2 separate regions of the Zea mays genome follow, and region 2 is linked to region 1. A link is a contact called in public Hi-C data. All regions are on one chromosome and are shown on one strand. Each heading gives the region's core, a stretch centred on a gene start, on an enhancer-like site or on the middle of the called end of the contact. The rest is flanking DNA. Distances are from core to core; before and after follow the strand shown.

Region 1 (2,923 bases), core at 285-2,784:
GTTCTTGTCAGTTTAATATCTAATATGTGGACCATATGTTCACTTTAGTATTAAATTTATTTTTTTATTTATAAATATCAAAAATATGATTGTGTCATCATAGCACACGGATATTGAATATGTCCTAAAAAACATGCATGCCTACTATATGTATTTGCTTGCGGCAGATATAACCCATCGTCGGTAAAATTATATATTATTCTTGGACTACCAGCTGTTTAGTTCAAACAGTAGTAAAAGTTGGAGCATATCTACGAACGGTCAGTTTGTATAGAGAACCCAACAAAAAAAAATATTTCTTTTCCACTAGACACTGTTGTTTGTTAAACCCCAAAAAACATTACTGCACAATACCGTCTACTTTTTTTTAGATCGTCAGAGCATCTCTTACAATATCTTAAATCAGGGCCCTATCTTAAAATATAGGGTTATCAATTCATAGAAAACAGTTGTAGTGCTATATTTTATAACTTTTTATCAAAAACATATATAGGGCATTGCAATGAATTGATCCAAATATACTACACCCCAAGCTAGCTAGTGCCCTATCATTCTTTTCTAAATCATTCTCAACATTTTATTTATTAATACTGTAGTTTACTTACTAAAATACATGGTTTAGGGTTTAATTGTTGGAACGCAATTTATTTTTAGTGCTCTAAACACTTAAAATTATGTAGTATTTAAATTTTGAAGTCACGTTGTTGGAATGTTGTCAGCGAATAAAAGTAGGTAGCGCTAAAGAAAACCGTTTCAGTGAGCTCCGTTGCGTACTGTTGTGCTATAGGAAAACTATATATATTGTGGCATTAGATCAGTCTAGTTCGTTCATTCTTATAGCTTATTTCCATATCACTTGGGACGTGCCGTTAATTGATTATATATTAAAGAAGGTACGTACGTACCCGAAGCCGTGGGTGGCATAGTAGGGGAGATTGGAGAGGGACGTCTCGTCGATATCGAAGACCCAGACCTCCTTGCCGTTGCCGCCCAGCTTGAGGCCCTCGGCGTAGGCGATGGCCTCGTCGATGACGACGCGGGAGTCCCGGCGGTAGTGGCCGCCGAGCATGTAGTGGCCGACGTAGCGCTCGCAGCTGGCCGGCACCGTCGTCCAATCGCGCTTGTTGTACGTCTCCACGGCCAGGCGCCAGCTGTCGCACGGCACGCCGGCGCGCCGGCCCAGGTCCCCCGCGGAGCCCAGCAGCGGCCGCAGCGCGTGGATCAGCGGCGCAGCCGCCGATACGACGTAGTCCTCCTGGAGGCGCTCCTTCGCCACCTCGACGGGCGACCGCGCCGTCGGCATCCGGAGGCGGCTCATCAGCGGCCCCCACGCGCTGCCGCCGCTGGAGCTGCCGGCCACGAGGACCATGAGAAGGACGAGCTTGGCCGTGGCCATCGCCATTGTTGCGCTAGCCACGCAATCCGCGTGCTTTGCTCTAGCCTGCCTCTAGTCCTCTACTACCCTGGGACTGGGACTGGGACTGGGACTGGGAGCTTGCACTGGATGACACTCACTCAGTCAGTGCACTGTTTTGCCATTCACAGGCGTGGTCGGGTGAGCTTTATTAATAGAGCGTGCGTGTTTGTCGCGGTAGTATTGAGGGCCCACATGTCATTAGCCCAGCACGCGGACCACGTGGTGTATGGTGAGTTGGTGACTGACGTTGAGGGCAGGTTTGGACGTGCGCGATTGGACGGACGAATGGACGTGCGAGGCCGCCGTGTACCCGTACCCATTATCCGTGACATGCAACAACAACAACAACAAAAAGTCCAACGGTATATACAATTGGTGTCTTGATTTGTGTCTTCGAGTGTATTTAGGGGGTAAGTATAAAAAAACTAAGACATGTATCTTAATAAAGACACAATATCTTAGCTCTATGTTCGAGATAAAAAACTAGCTGATTGGTCACTTTAATTTCTTGAATGCTCTGATTGTTACAGTGAATATGGTAAGACACATGTTTTAGACATGCCCTATGCCCACTGTATTATGTTGTGTTTTAGTTGTGTCTTATACTTGTAGTACCGTGCAACAGTGTCTAGGTTGTACATGCCCTAATAATGCAAGGCTACTATCTGCCTTCGCACGCCCACCGAGAAGACACTGACTTTGCCTTTGTGTTTTACTATAATAACAACACATCAGAGAGAGAGAGATCACGTACGTTCGCTGATACACACATGATATCTCTATGAATGAGACCAGGGTTGAATATAATGTCTTAGCCTTCATTAATTATTAATTGGAGTGCCCACGAGCACGACCACGAGGGAAATATAGGAACACAAGAAGTGGACAGGTATCCAAATTTGTCATCTAAAATGCTTTTTGTTATTGGTGCAATGTTTGATGTTCATTTCCAGTTAGTAGTTAGTTGATTATTGATCAACTCGGCTACTATATTAATTCATGATGGGATATATAGACGATGAAAAACCAGTTTTACTTTCGCGACGAGCTCGCCTCCTTGCCACTTTCCCTTCTTGAATTTTACGGCATCAATTATTCTCTTGACTGCTGCAATCTAGTTCGCCATCTATCTATTCTATTCTATGTGTATATATATATATATTAATAGCGGGAGCAAATCTGAGCTTTTAGAGTATCCACGTCTTCCTCTTATTTTTCAGCCATCAGATCACAATTGAACGGCCACCGACCGGATCCTAGCCCGTCGTGTAGCGTCCATCGGCCCGACGTCTATCCAAACACGCGAATATTCTATAGAAATTACATGCCAGCGGCATCTGCATCCTCTCTCTTCTCCTCAGCACACCGGACGATGTCGCAGTCCATGGCGCTGTCCGTGCCCCCCGGCCCCCAGGGCCTACTGCCCCTGTCGGCATCCTCGCTCGCTCCGCCCGCATGGGTAGACGACCTCCTTGCACTCACGCTCGCTGAGGGGCAGGGGCACTC
Region 2 (3,074 bases), core at 53-2,552, 210 kb before region 1:
TAATCTGGATATGAACAATGATATTACTCAGTATTTTATTCACTTTATAGGTCTTTAGAATTTATTTTTAACCAACTTACTATATATTTTTAAAACCAAATTATTTTAATTTTTATGAAATTATTTTATTATTGTAGTTTTTATCCACGATGTTATATAGCTATATTTTAAGTTTTTAGTATTTTTATAATAATTTTATTATATTAGCAGCGGGCCTAAACGGGCTGGACCGGGTCGGTAAACACGGAAAAAGCGGGCTAAGTGGGCCGGTAAGCATGGTTTAGTGCAAAAAAGCGGGCTCGACGGGTTTAGAGGTCTAGACCAGCCCACCGTGCTTAGTTTCCTGTCAGGACCCGACCCGCATAGAACTAGACCGTGTCGGGCTCGAATCAGGTCCAAACAGCGGGCTTCGTGACAAGCTCACCGGCCTCGTGCTTATTGGCTATCTATAGATGCGGCCGTGTATTCACTATCGGGCATTTTACACGTTGTCATCCCTACTATTGTCAAGTAACGGCAAGTCCATACGGTGCGTGGTAAAGGTAAATCAGTTGAGTACGGTACGCCGGCCTTAGCAGAGCAAATCGGTGGGTGAAAAGGACTCGTACAGGGCAAGGATATTCGTGCTGCTTGCTTGGCTCCGGTGCTGGGACGTACGGCAAGTGTGTGTACTATGATTACGTGGTGAATGTAATCATGCATGGTGCGTAGCTGGTACAGCAATCATGCACACGTACGTACGCACCTTGATGGGCATTAAGATCTGGGAAGCAATATATATGCATGGTACGATTCAAATTCAAATGGGAGAGCTACTAGCAGCTAGGTCGATCTCTCTATACTAGCTAGCTTCCAAACCCTAACTCGACCCATGCCACACCGGCCGGCGGCCGGGCCATACCATGCCATGCATGCATGAGTCGAGCGATCGAGCAAACATACCTCCCAGGGTACGGTGGCCGGCCGGCCGGCCAGCATGCTGATTGCAAAAGGTACCATGATGCATGCTTCAGCCCTCACCACTCACAGTGACAGCCCCACATGCAACGCTCCTGGTACGACCGAACCCCGGGCGGCGCACGTGCAGTGTGCCCTGCAGGCCCATACACCATGATGTGCACACACCATGCGTTGCGTTGCGTTGCGTGGCATGGATGCTACGCACACCACACAGCACAGTGCAGATGCAGGCGCTGCTTTTTGGTTGGTTGGTTGCTTGCTAGCTCCGGCGGCGAGGGGCATGATCATATCATCGCTGATCTGATCATGAAGACGCTCTGCTAGCTTGCTCGTCGAACGTACGCTAAGCGCCGCTCCTGCATCTGCATTGGCTGGCTGGCAGCAACGACGCGCGCATGCCTACTAGCTAGTAGTAGTACTACTTAACAGCTAGCCTTGGCTCCGGCTCCTGCTGTGCCCCGCATCTGCATCTGCCAATCTTCTGTCATGCACGCAGCGCAGTGCTCGTGCTCACTGACCGCCTAAGCTTGGCATCGTGACGAGACGTCCTTGATTGCGAGGTGCATGCAGATCTACCAGATCCTCTCCTCGCCTCCGATCCGCCCTACTGTGTTGCGCTTGCGCCCGTTTTGCAGGTGCACTGGTTATCTCGCGGTGCCCAGCTGTACTCTACAGCTTAGCTAGCTGCCTAGCTCGGATCCGGATTCCGATCCGATCCGATCGTGCATGGAGACGCCTAGCTAGACGATGGGGGCGGTCGGTAATGCGTGGCTGCTGCAGGTCAAGGCGCTGTGCCGCTCACGGGAGTGGTGCCATGGCATGCAGGCTGGTGGTCTCGTCGTCGTCGTGCCCTTCGCGTTTCTGCATGCCGCGCGGCAGGCCGCAGTAGCAAGAGCGAGTGAGAGAGGTGGGTGACTGGGTGGGGAGATCGAAAGCTGATGGAACGATCCCCCGCGCCTGCTGGGCCTGCCTGACAGATTTAGGACTCCGATCGATCTCGCCGGCCCGGCCCCTCCCTCCGTCGCGGGCTCCTCAGCTCGCTGCAGCAGCTATCCGCCACCGGCGAGATCTCCATCTCCATCTCGAGGTGGTTGGTCACTCATGTGGCATGGGCATGGCTCGCTAGCTCTTCTTCCTCCGTCCTTGTGTCTTTTGCATGCCGCTACCTACACTACTACTTGCATCGATCGGTGCGTGCGTGCGTACCCTACATCACCAGGATCATGCTCACGTAGACGACCTTGTCCCATCCGATGGCCGCATCTCGTCCCCTCCCTGCGGCGTCTCATGTGCACGCACCTGCCATGTGTTTGCATGTGTTGAGCTTTTTTTTTTCTTCCTCCTTTTTCCTCACCTCTCCCCCACCTTGGGCTCTGCCGGGGACACCACACCACGTACTCTGACTGTGAACCTCTGAAAGAGGATAAGGCGAGAGATTCCCCTCTGGAGTTGCGATTTTTTCCTCCCCCCTTCACTAGTTCACTTGTCTCTCCCTTTCGATGCGAGGGTAGGGGAGTAATTTTTGGTGTGGAGAGCAGAGCAGAGGCACAGATCACTCCTCCGTTTCGGTCCGCATCCGCATGCATGCTGGTCTTCTTGTTACCAAAAATGCGGTCTTGCACCTGTTGCTGGTCGTCCTCCTCTCATTTCGCGTCTTTTTGGGCTGACGCTGTCCCTTTTCGAACCCTCGAGTCCCCAAACAAATCTCTCTTCCCTCCTCACGCTGCTCCCAAACTGGACTACTTATCTTTTTCATGATTTCTTTTAATTTATAATTAATGGCGAGGAGAGAGAGACACAATGTGTGTGCGCGCGCGTGATTAGAGAGAGGCCTATATTTCATTTCCGACCCGCGGCCACTCGCACGCTTCTGCTTCCGTTTTCCCTCTCTCATTCAAAAACTCGCCACCTCTCTACCTCTAAGTCTCTAACCGCCGTGTGTCCCCTTCCCCTCTCGCTCGGCCAGGCCACCAGCTGCCAGGTCCGGCGGCAATGGGCAAGGCGGCGCGCTGGTTCCGCAGCTTCCTGGGCAAGAAGGACCAGGCAACCACCAAAGGCCAGAGGCGGCAGCAGGACCAGGCTCTGCCTCCTCCGGCCAGCGCCAAGCGCTGGAG

The links. A called contact is a pair of places that touch in the nucleus more often than the background predicts.
Region 2: a contact with region 1 is called in a Hi-C map of tassel, with 1.9 times the contacts expected there. The contact joins the promoter of LOC103630108 here to the promoter of LOC100284565 in region 1. A contact is called at or near these places in 3 of 25 Hi-C or Micro-C datasets (bundle sheath, ear and tassel).

The regions. Positions count from the first base shown.
Region 1 is chr6:140,661,529-140,664,451 of Zm-B73-REFERENCE-NAM-5.0, reverse strand. LOC100284565 reads right to left here and starts at 1,534. Exons shown (of 2, transcript NM_001370657.1): 1 at 906-1,534. The coding sequence starts at 1,402. LOC111589696 (U2 spliceosomal RNA) reads left to right here; the gene lies at 1-146.
Region 2 is chr6:140,868,152-140,871,225 of Zm-B73-REFERENCE-NAM-5.0, reverse strand. LOC103630108 (protein IQ-DOMAIN 14) reads left to right here and starts at 1,302. Exons shown (of 4, transcript XM_008651198.3): 1 at 1,302-1,520; 2 at 2,927-3,074. The coding sequence starts at 2,953.